2 separate regions of the Mus musculus genome follow, and region 2 is linked to region 1. A link is a contact called in public promoter capture Hi-C data. All regions are on one chromosome and are shown on one strand. The core of a region is the stretch at or near the end of the contact, and the rest is flanking DNA. Distances in the headings are between cores, read along the strand shown. Region 1 overlaps Hlf (hepatic leukemia factor). Region 2 overlaps Stxbp4 (syntaxin binding protein 4).

Evidence for each region. Capture Hi-C pulls out chosen DNA fragments and counts their contacts.
Region 2: a contact with region 1 is called in a promoter capture Hi-C map of pancreatic islet. The contact joins two enhancer-like sites. A contact is called at or near these places in 1 of 484 Hi-C or Micro-C datasets (nephron progenitors), 3 of 115 datasets of contacts at active chromatin or transcription factors (cardiomyocytes, embryonic basal ganglia and embryonic fibroblasts) and 1 of 9 other capture datasets (pancreatic islet).

The regions. Positions count from the first base shown.
Region 1 is chr11:90,367,987-90,373,222 of GRCm38.p6, reverse strand. The region is part of intron 2 of Hlf (hepatic leukemia factor); the gene reads left to right. Among named protein-coding and RNA genes, the nearest start is that of Hlf, 20 kb to the left of the region's middle. Within about 2 kb of position 3,347, at least 126 of the 459 cell types and tissues checked have an H3K27ac peak or open chromatin away from gene starts, as enhancers often do. A contact at or near this core is called in embryonic basal ganglia and pancreatic islet, where this site is marked.
Region 2 is chr11:90,543,781-90,549,850 of GRCm38.p6, reverse strand. Stxbp4 (syntaxin binding protein 4) reads left to right here. Exons shown (of 18, transcript NM_011505.2): 13 at 864-1,040. Among named protein-coding and RNA genes, the nearest start is that of Gm34850, 74 kb to the right of the region's middle. Within about 2 kb of position 1,575, at least 56 of the 459 cell types and tissues checked have an H3K27ac peak or open chromatin away from gene starts, as enhancers often do. A contact at or near this core is called in embryonic basal ganglia and pancreatic islet, where this site is marked.

The DNA of each region.
Region 1 (5,236 bases), core at 2,098-4,597:
AGAATTCTCCATCTTGATCCAAAGGCAGCAGAAAGGGACTGTGTGCATGTGTGTAGCTTGAGCATATATAACCTCAATACCCACCTCCACAGTGACCCACTTCCTCCAGCAAGGCCATACCTCCTAATAGCGCCAGTCCCCATGGGCCAAGCATTCAAACACAGGAGCCTGTGAGGCCCAAACCTATTCAAACCACCACAGCACCTCTCTGGGTTTTGCTTCTACGTCTATAAAATGAGAACAATGTCTGTTGTCCTCGTGGATGTGTCACAGATGTTAGATAGTCAGTTAAAAAGTGGACCCAACAAAACTCAATGCAAAGTTCAAATTGGGTTGGCTTTATTATTGCCACGGGATCTGAAACAGCAACAGGGGAAACATGTGACAAAACCACTTCAAAGGTAGCCTTAGCCATGAAGAACGAAGAACTTGGAATCAGCCAATCTAGGCTTGGCAGGGACTGTGGCAGGATGAGGGTGTGTGTTTTTGGACAGGTGACCGCTATACTCAAGGTCCCCACTGTTGTTGTCTGTGAAATGAAGGTACTGGTTGTAGCTTTATGACTCTGTGTGTTAAGACTCCTAGGAACTTTTAACACTATTTTTTTCAAACATGGGGCTAGAAAAAAAAATCCTTGTTTTAAAGCCTCCTGGAGTCATGGTGCCGAGGAGGTGGACTGAGAAGCTGACCACTTGCCATTCAGAAGAGATTATGGTGGTTAAAACGAAAGCGTCAGTGCCAGGCGTTTGACACCATTTGAGGTAGGCAGACAATTAAAACGGGTTGAAAGCAACGATTCTTGATTCTGCATATGAGAACCACTGGTTCCTTCAACATTCCAGAGCGACTCCGAACCCCACTTATCTGTCTGGAATTACTGCTCCGAGGGTTGGCTATGTGAGCAGTGGTTTGTCAGCCAGACAGCATACAAGGCAGGGGTGTGTGTGTGTGAAACACCTCCAAGGCCACAGCTACCTCTTTTGACGGCAAGTTTTTCCATCTGGGCTTTAGCTCCTTGGTGTGTCTGAATGCCGGCTTCTGGGACTGCTCATGATGTAAGTTTCAGCTCATAGTCTAGAATGTCATCCTGAAAGATGATGAGGCTCAGACCTGATCCATGGAAAGAGTTCTGGGACTAATTAGTAATGTCTGCCATGCTTAGGTGTGGTAGGACCAGTGTCACATAAGTGCTGTCCCTTCAAGGCATGTTGGAAGCTCCTTTAGGGATGGATATGTACCCTCCACCAGGCAGCAGATCAAGGATTGGGGCCAGTCTTGTTTCCGGTGTCCTGGAAAAATGTTTTTCCAGCCCTCTGGCAGGTTCTGTTTTATTCTCTTGGGGGAAGGCTCATTCTAGTTAAGTGAGCAGACAGAATGGAAGAAAGGAAGTCTGTTGATCCTGCTCCACAGTCACAAGACAGGAGCTGCAAGATCAAGAAAGCTGGGAATTCTACATGTAATTCCACAGAAACTCCAATGACGACCAGGCAAGGTGCCCCCTGGCCCAGCAGAGGCAACCACAAACCACAGACCTTGCCGGGCTGTGGCCAGAGGTCGTGACTCCAAATTCCCTGGACACAAGTTCCTTGGTAGGCGTCCAGGGATGGCTCTGGAGACTTTGCCAGTCTGTTTAAAATTGGGGCTGCCTCTCAGTTATCCGTGCCGAGGAGCAGAGCATCTGAGGTCTGTTTCTCTCCAGCTCTGGAATGCGATTTATGCTTTTGTACTGTTGATCTGCTTTCTCCAGTGATGTTGAGCGGTTCAGATTTAAAAAAAAAAAAAGTGGAGGGGGTGAGGAGTGCTTTTTGCAGCTCTTAATGTGTTTTTCATAGCCAGCCAAATGTCTCAGAGCCATCTTCCTTTAAGCCTGTGAATGGGTACCAATAGGATGTCTACACCTGTGTTCTATTGTGCTTTTACTACGTGCTCCGTGGGCTCCTGGTCGCTGTGTCACAAGGGGTGGATTCGGAAGTGTGCTGGGCAGTGTTGGGAGAAGGGGCCAGAGGCCACACACTGTCTATGAAGAACCACGAAAAGAATCCGTGAAGGACCTCACCCACCCACGGAGTAACCCCTGACTTCCTTTGTTCCTTCTGCTTCCTGTGTTTTCCAGTGGCTGCACTTGAGCTTTGCATACAATTAACTTTCAATTACCCCGAGGCTGATTAGTCCGTTTGCAGATTAACCCAGGTGAAGGCTCACCTGGGTCTTCGAGGTGCTCTTCAACTCAGTCGATCTTGCTGATTAATTAGTTGGTTATGGCTGATTGCCTGCTCAGGGAACCTGAAGCCCTGGGACTGGGCTACTCAGAAGAGGGGAGGCTGATGGAGGGACAGCTTTGTCTGAGTGTGTTGACTCTCTTTAGCCAGAGGATTTTCACAGACAGTCATAGAAAGCTCCAAATTCTCTAGCCACAGCCCGAGAGGTTCAGACGTACCCTGGGGTCCCGCTGCCGATCGCTTGCTCGCTCGCTCGCTCCACCTTTTGTTTCAACCAACACACTTTGCAAATTGGGGGATTTAAGTTGACCGCAGGGTGCTGTGAAATTTGAAAGGCATTGCAATTAAAAATCTAATCTGTTGAAATTAGTAGACCCAGTGTACAGCAAAGGGGGCTGCTGTCCCCCCTCCCTCCTCAGTCTGTTAACTCCCTCCAAACGTGTAGACTGACAGCCCCCCCCCCCCAACACCAAGCACTCGATCCCGTCTGAGGTCTGTAGAGGTCAAAGCCATGGTGATAACTGGGGGGGGGGGGGTGCTGTCTGCAAAGAAAGGTAGGTTCCAGAAAATTCTAGTCTTCCAAAGATGATTGTTTAGAATGTTCGTGATGTAGATCTCGTTGTTGTTCTCCCTCGCAGAAGCTGACCACCTTTGCCTGAGTCTCCCTTGGGTGAAAGAGCAGAGAGATATTTACTGGCCATACCATACACAAGGTCAGAATAAATTCTGTAACCTGCAGTCAATCTTTCACCATGTTTGGGACCAGTTCAGTTTGGGCAACAGATAACTCCAGTCTTATGGATAAACTTCGAGAAAGTGTCCATTGAGGAATTGGGTGTGGGGATCACGGTGGGGGGGTGGGCACATGAACACCATATTTCATGGGGTTCTGTAGGTGACCCCCTTACTGCTTCAGTAACACTCTCTGGAGTCCCCGACGTGTCTTTCCCTCTGGGTTCTCATTTCAACATTCCCAGACCTTCATGTCATGGCTTAGTTAGCATCGCCGCCTCTTGCTAGCCAGGGCCCTGAGTTTCTCTGGTCCTTCGTGTTTTCCCAGGGCAGTCAGTGTGTATGTACAGTCTAGAGATCACATTCTATTAACACAAAGAAATCTGCTTGGGCTGCCTGGTTTTGCAGTCACGTGGAGAGCAATGTGTTTCTTTGGTCCGCCAGCCTGCAGCTCTCTGTGCAAAATACAGCAGAGGGCTGGGCACTGGGCCAAGCTTACATTTCACTTAGGAACACACTTTCGAATCACTCCTTGGCAGAACATCCCCGGTGGTGTCTATTTGGGGAGTAAGTTAGAGAAGTGTTGTTTTTCTCTCATGAGTGTCAGGAGATAGGACCTTCAGAACATGTTTTCCTTTCCCTGCCCTCGCATCTTCAGGGTGCCCAGATAGCAGTGGGATCCAGGAAAAGGCAGCAACAGCCGCAGAAAGCCCCCTTTTGTCCCGAGCTGCCCTGCAAAAGCAGGGAGCACAGCCCTGGGCTGCCAGGGATAGAGAAACTTAAGGCCAGGGTAATAACATCAAAAGCAAATTTCTGCATCTCAGGGGCAAAGGAGCTACTCTCCCAGATAAAGCAACATTGTTGTCCAAATCTTTCTTTCCAAAAGATCTGAGACTTTCCTAAGGTTGGGCCTCAGCCAGCCAGGGAAGGAAGTTACTCCAGCGAGCCTTTGGAATGGCAAATGCTAGAAAAATAAACAAACAGACCTCTTCCATTCCCTTCTCTCTCCCTTGTCTATTTTTATAGCCCCCTCCCTCAACGCCCCCCACCGCTCTAACCCCGGTGTTCTTTAGCCCTCTGCAGCACCCTGCCTGCTCCTTCCAGACCGCTCCCTTCCCCACCTCCATCTTCTCCAGAACCACGTTCACTAGTCGGCCTTCTGTAAAACAAAATGCCTAACTTCAAAATGAGGGCTCAGGAGACAGGAAGTCTAATTCAATCTCCCCCTGTTGCCTCCTCTTGTTCTCTTCTTGTAAAGTCACTTGAAGCCTACCATGAGGTTGAACAATGAGGTTGCTTTGGGAATTTCGAACCTCCTTGAGAAAGATCAGAATAGTTAAAGAAACATTTGCTGGCGTAGTCAGGACTTCTCTTTTCCTAATGAGCTAGACCCCTCTCGTGAAAAGAAACTTTGTACTTATCAACATCCCTCTGTCCCATAATCAAGCTTTGCTCTCATTCTAGTATTTGACATTTGGGAAGGCTGGGCTTTCCGTCAATACTGTGTGGCCAAGCGGCAACTGATGGGGGCATAGAGACCCTTCTCCGGCTGCTGCCTCCTGGACCAAATAGACACTGGGACCCCACCCCACCCCCTTGGAGAGGATGCCTAGACCCTCAGAGCCAGGCTGCAGCTTCCTACCGGTCAGCTCCTGCTGAAACCTTTCCTTACTTTGTAGAATGCAGGTGACAGGGACCCATCCACCGCCTGGAAACCTGTTGGTAATTTGCTTTAAAAATAATGCCAGGTTCTCACACTGGCTGCTGGGTGCGCTAACTCAGCAGGGAGGGAAGAGAGCGTTACTTCACAGGATAGCACCATAGGGAGGTTAGGTAAGGTTACCAGAGAGATGAAGTCACCTTGCACCTTCCAAGAGATCTGCAAGTCTTGAGGAATAGCTAGCGGGAGTGCAGAGCCACACCCCCTTCCCTTTCTATATCCCACTGGGATAGTTTGAAGTCCTGTTTTCTTTTTGGAGGAGGCTGGCGATTAAGCACACAGCACCATACATCGCAAGCATACACGTTGCCACTGTGAGCTCCAACTGCAAAACCATCACTTTTTAAATTTTATTTTATTTTATTTTTTTGGTGGAGGACTGGAGGTTGGGGGTTGGGGGTGGGAGCTTGGCAAAGTCTCTGAAGGAATGAATAAGTCGGTCACCTTCATCAACATCAGGTGTCGATTTTCCACTGTGACTGTGTGGATTCATTTCTCAGTGTCTTAGGCATGGTGAATGAATACCTGGCTAGTTATTGTTTGACACCTAGGGAAAGACTCTGGA
Region 2 (6,070 bases), core at 326-2,825, 180 kb before region 1:
GAAAGCAAATGGCTTTTGCCACCCTAACCTTACAAGGTGGAAGGTATAGCTAGTGTTTGGAACAATTTCTTTGTTTGGTTCTGTCATCCAAAGACAGTATAGCAATGAAAGGAGATACTTAGTATGGGAGTCAAACAGACCTGGGGCCAGATGTGGGCCACTACCTGCCCTTGGTCAGCTTGTCTACTCACTGGGTCTCTGATTGCTTATATAGAAATGTTTTTTTAATGTCTTTCTCTGGATGTCATTCCGAACCTTAAATGAGCAAAGACAGATGAAGCATATAGTGTGTATTTAGTAATTGTCTCTTGAACATTGTATTCAACAGACAAACAATTATATATGATGCTACTACCAAAGCAGGAAGCCACAGTCTGATATCTAGGAGGAAAGCTTTGCCTCTGGCCTTGGTCCACCAAGAAGCCCTGTAGCAGCTCTCTGCAGCATCTGATGGCGTTACTTGGCCTTCTGAGACCATCAACCCCGCTACCTATGAGTTTTTTCTGTAGCTCCTTTTTTCTTTAGAATCAGTTCCTATCTGTCTAGTTTTGATTGTCAGTTTTCTTTAAACTCTCTTCATTTTTACAGAAATGACGCTAGCTGTGTAGCACTAAACATTTATACAGAATCTCTATACAGAAAAAAAAATCTCTACGCAAAAAAAAAATTTTTTCAGGAAACAAACAAAAGGGTTCCCATAATGAAATAATATGCTCATTAGTTTTTAGGTGGTTGGTAGAGGACATAGACATGTTAAACATTGTAATCATAACTACCAAAATGAGAAAACTATTTCTGTCAACTGGAGAAGTCTGTTTTCATTTTTTTTTTTTTTCATTTTGCATTCACTTTCAACTCCTTAGGAAGCCAAAGCTGTAGCTGAGGAAACCCGAGCTCTGCGAAGCCGGATTCATCTCGCAGAAGCTGCACAGCGGCAGGCACACGGGATGGAAATGGATTATGAAGAGGTGATCCGTCTGCTAGAGGCTGAGGTCTCAGAACTAAAGGCTCAGCTCGCTGATTATTCTGACCAAAATAAAGTAAGCAAACAGCCCTCTCTGGTTACCATGGTTTCCTAGCCTCTGCCGTGTATCCTGTTTTCATTCTCTTTTCATCTGCACGTCCTAACTAGGTCAGTGTTTGTCTTCTATTATTCAACGATAGGATGTTGTGTTGTGAAGAGGGTGGCATGGAAGTCGTGAGCCTCCCTTTATCCAAAGAGCTCTGAGATGGAAAAGCACAGGCCCCGAATTAATTGGGTCGTTGGTCAACATTGTTCCATTCAGCCATTCAGGCCTGGAACTATTTAACGTTTAATTGATGGCACGGATTTTCTCTTTCTGGTTTTGAGCTTGCTAATTTGTTTTGTGGCGATGGAAGGAGGAGATTCAAGGGATGAGTTTTGCTCTTCGATTAGAGAACTTGAGGCATTATACAAGCTAATGAATTTTTGCACAAGACCTATGATGACTAATGAGAAATCCAAGTTTGAATTTGTCATGTTTTATCTCTTTCAATGTCAGGAATACTAAACCAGGCTCCTCTAGAAGGCCTCTCAGTTGCAATACAGGATACTGAGAACCTTATGGAAGCAAGCTGAGCATCTCTATGTGTCTATTGCCCACAGTGTACCTACCATCTTTAATCATGACTAGCCTTCAAAAACCATAGCGGGCGTGTGTGTGTGTGTGTGTGTGTGTGTGTGTGTGTGTATTGTGTATTATATCACTGAGAGTATAAACTAGAATAAATTGATAATTTATAGCTTTATAGAAATTCCTCAATTATAAATAATTGAGTTGGGGAGGAACTGAAGGAGCTGAAGGGGTTTTATCTGGCATCAGTTGAAGGGGAGACCCTTGGTCCTATGAAGGCTTGAAGCCCCAGTGTAGAGGAATGCTAGCTCGGTAAGGCAGGAGTAGGTAGGTGGGAACACCCTCACAGAAGCAAGGTAAAGGGGGATAGGATAGGGGGTTTGCAGAGGGGAAACTGGGAAAGGGGATAACATTTGGAATGTAAATAAATAAAATATCCAATTAAAAAAAATAAGTCATGGGTATTTATGTCTTTAATCCCAGCACTTGGGAGGCAGAGGCAGGAAGGATTTCTGAGTTCGAGGCCAGCCTGGTCTACAAAGTGAGTTCCAGGACAGCCAGGGCTATACAGAGAAACCCTGTCTTGAAAAAACCAAAAAAAAAAAAAAAAAAAAAAAAAAAAAAAAGAGAGAGAGAGAGAGAGAGAGAGAGAGAGAGAACACAAAACAAATTTGAGCTATGAATATTTCAGCATAGAAGGCTTATGCACTTTAACATACCAAATGAAAATGGAGCTAGTCTTAAAACAGCACAGCAGAAAATATGAAAAAAAAATTTTTCCGCTTAGCTTTGAAGAGTCCCCACCATTCCCTACATAATCTGCTCATTTAAACCAGCTCTGCAGAAGGCCAGCACCTTACCCACCACTGATAAGAGCGTGCCTGCCGGGAGCACATAGCACTTGCGAAAGCAGCAGCGCTTGGTTGGGAATGCTAGTTACAAATGCCTGTTGAGCTGTACATATTGTAAAACAGGCGTGGTTATGCCATGTAACATTAACCTCATTATGAAAATGTTTCAGAAATTACCAAAATATTAAAAACATTTTTAATACAATAATTAGTTACTTTTGGAGGAAAAGTTGCTAGTGTTTAATAGTCTAATTTTTTGGTTTTTTTTTTATGGTATTAGGTGTTAAAGAAGGACCTTATTCATATTAGGCTAGTACTGTTAGGCTGGCCCTACTGTTGAACTACTCCCTAATCCTGTGCTTTTAAGTAATATACTTTTAAGAGATTTGCACAGGATTATCAAGTGGTTGGTTTTTTTAGTTTTTAAATATTTTAAAATGTCTCTGTGTGTGATGGGGTCTTTGGAGATGGGAGGGCATGTAACCCACTGCGTATGTAGAGGTCAGAGGATAATGTTTCCTCGTTATTTCTCTTCACCAGCCTTTACACGGGTTCCTGGGGACAAACTGAGATTCCCCAGGCTTCTGCAACAAGCACCCATACCCACTGAGCCACCTCTGCAGCCCCCACGTGGCCTCCTGTGTGTAAAGTTTAGGTTCTTGCGTTCTTGCACTCTTATCCAGTGAGACACATCTGGTTCTAAGTTGTCTGCTAATATAATTAACTCGGATTCTCCCTCTTTGTAGCCTTATGAGAATCTCAGTCGGTCCTTTTAATAAGAACCCACACTACCTCTCTAAAATCATTCTTCTTCATTTTTTTGAAAGAAGATATATTAAACATAAGCATATCAATGTTCAATATTTTCCAATTTTAGAAAAGAAGTAACTTTTTAAATGATGTGTGAGATTGCTTAAGGATCTATTGACCTAGATACTACAAAACAAAGTTTCAAATATTTAACTATATTTATTTAATGTGTGGAAGGTTTCATGTTGACTAGCATGTAAGTGCATGTGCACATGTGTGCGCTTTGCATGTGGAAGCCAGAAGTCAACCTCAGGTGTCATTCCTAGAGAGCTATCCATCTTCTGAGGCTAAGATGATGGGAGTGTTTACAGGGACTCCCTGGGACCTGCAGCCACAGAGATCCCTCTCTCTTCACCTCCCCAGGAATGCTTTGCCAAAAGTGTGCACTCCAGCTGGCTTTTCACATGAGTGTTGGGATGGGGTCAGCAAGGTCACACCAAGCTCCTTACCAACTAACCTATCTCTAGAGCACCTAAATACTTATTGGTCAGACATAGATTTTGTAAGAATGCTTTTATTTATCACTATAATTTTCCCTTAAATAATCAACATATTTTCTAGTTTGCATTTTGGCTTTTGAGAAAAATGCATCTGAAACACAAGAAATACCACATTAGTGGGGCTGGAGAGAGAACTCCGTAGTTAGGAGGGCTTGTTGCTCTTGCAGAGGACCCAAGCTCTGCCTTCCACCCAGGTGAAGTAGCTCACATCCTATAACTCCAGCAGAGGGCTTTTTCTGACCTCCATGGACAACCACACCCACATGTACACCACACAAAGGCATGCTTACATACACATAAATAAAAAGGGTTTCAAAAAAATAATAAAGCATTGCTAATGTCTGTGAAGAGCCCAGTGTCCATCCCCACATTGCAGCCACGGCCTTGCCCCCAGAGATTACTACTTTCTTGGAGTTAGTGTTTCCCATTTTCTTGATAGTTTTTACTATTTATCTATCTACTCCCTGTTCGTTTGGTTTTGCCTGCTTACTGGGTTAATGTGTAGCTAGCTGATCTTTTCTGTCTTTATTCTTCATTGCGTGAGTTAACACCAGGCCACTATCCGTTTTGTACTAGATGGGCAGTCTCGTTATTTCTTCATTATTCTACTGTGAATCGTGCTCCTGAAAACATCCTGATACATATAACTTTCTCCACATGTGTAACTGCTACCTCCGAGAAGTAGTACTGCCAGGTTGAATGATAATTGTATGTTCAACTTTATAAGTAAATGCCAAATTATGACTGAATGTATTTTTAACTAATTTGTACTCCTGTGAAGAATGGATGAGAATTGCCATCTACCACTTGCTGATCCTTGGCTTTCTTTTACTTTGAGTTTTTATCCGTCTTGTTGCTATAATAATTGCTAAGCCAGTATAGTTTAATTTGTATTTCCCTAGTTACCAATGACTGACATAGTGTTGTGCTGGCTCATGAGAACTTGTCTCTTCTCAATGCCATGTTCACTGATGGATGTTGGAAGTTTGAAATCAACCATGATGGGGTCATTCATATCCCCAAATGCTGTAAACCTGTCATTTGCCCTTCCCTATCTGTGATAACCAGTTGAGCATACATTTATGCATTCAATTATCATTTATTTTTCTCAGTAAAATGTGCTCTTTTATCTTTTAGTTATTTTCCCATTTGGTTATTTGTCTTTTGCTTAGAGACTTGAAGTGATTCTCCTGGCTGCTAACCCTTTATTAACTTATATATTATAAAACTACTCTCAAATTTGTGGCCTACCTACCTTATCTGCTCTATAATGAAATGAGCTCTTTTTTTTTTTCTTTCTTTTTTTATTCTGGTCTTATTGTCTTAGTTGCTTTTTTTTTTTTAATTAGATATTTTCTTCATTACATTTCAAATGCTATCCCAAAAGCCCCCCCTACACACCTCCCGCCCTGCTCCCCAAACCACCCACTCCAGCTTCCTGGCCCTGGCATTCTCCTGTACTGGGGCATATGATCTTCGCAATACCAAGGGCCTCTCCTCCCACTGATGGCTGACTAGGCTATCCTCTGCTACATATGCAACTTAATTGCTTTTTTACCACTGTGATATGTATGACACGATGGTCAAGGGAACTTATAGAGGAAAGAGTTTATTTACCTTACAGTGTCCGAGTTTTGGAGTCCATGACCATTAGAGCAGGGAACATGGCAGCAGGCAGGAGGAATGGCAGTGGAGCTTACATGTTGATCAACAAGCATCAGACAGCAAGAAAGCAATCTGGGAATGCCTCAGCGCCTGCCCCCAGTGACACACCTGCCAACAATGTCTTCTAATCCTTCCCAAACAGTTCACCAACTGGGGATTAACCATTCAGATATCTGAGGCTGTGGGAGCCATTCTTATTCAGACCACCACATTTATCAGTTACCCCTATGTCTTTTCAGAAATCCTTCAGTCTCCAAAGACATAAAGGTATTTCTTTATGTTTGCTTCTAGAAATCCTATAGTTTGGGTACTTCTGCAGTTGGTTTTATAGCACTATATAAGATAAAGAACCAACTCGTTCATCCATCATTCCAAATGTTTGTGACCCTTCACTTAAAACTCCTTGCTAGCTCACCTGGAGGTCATCTCTGCCATAATTCAAGGTTCCCTGTGGATGGGGTTCTTTGTTCTCTTTCATTGGCTTACAGTTCAAAAGAACACAGGGACACAGTTTGTTGTTTGCTGTCTTTTATGATAGTCTGATCATTCTGTCTACTTATTTTTCTCCAAAAGTATGTAGGCTACATGGCCCTCTTATTTCATACTCTGCATAGGGCTTATCAATACCACCAAAACTTGGGAAGAACTT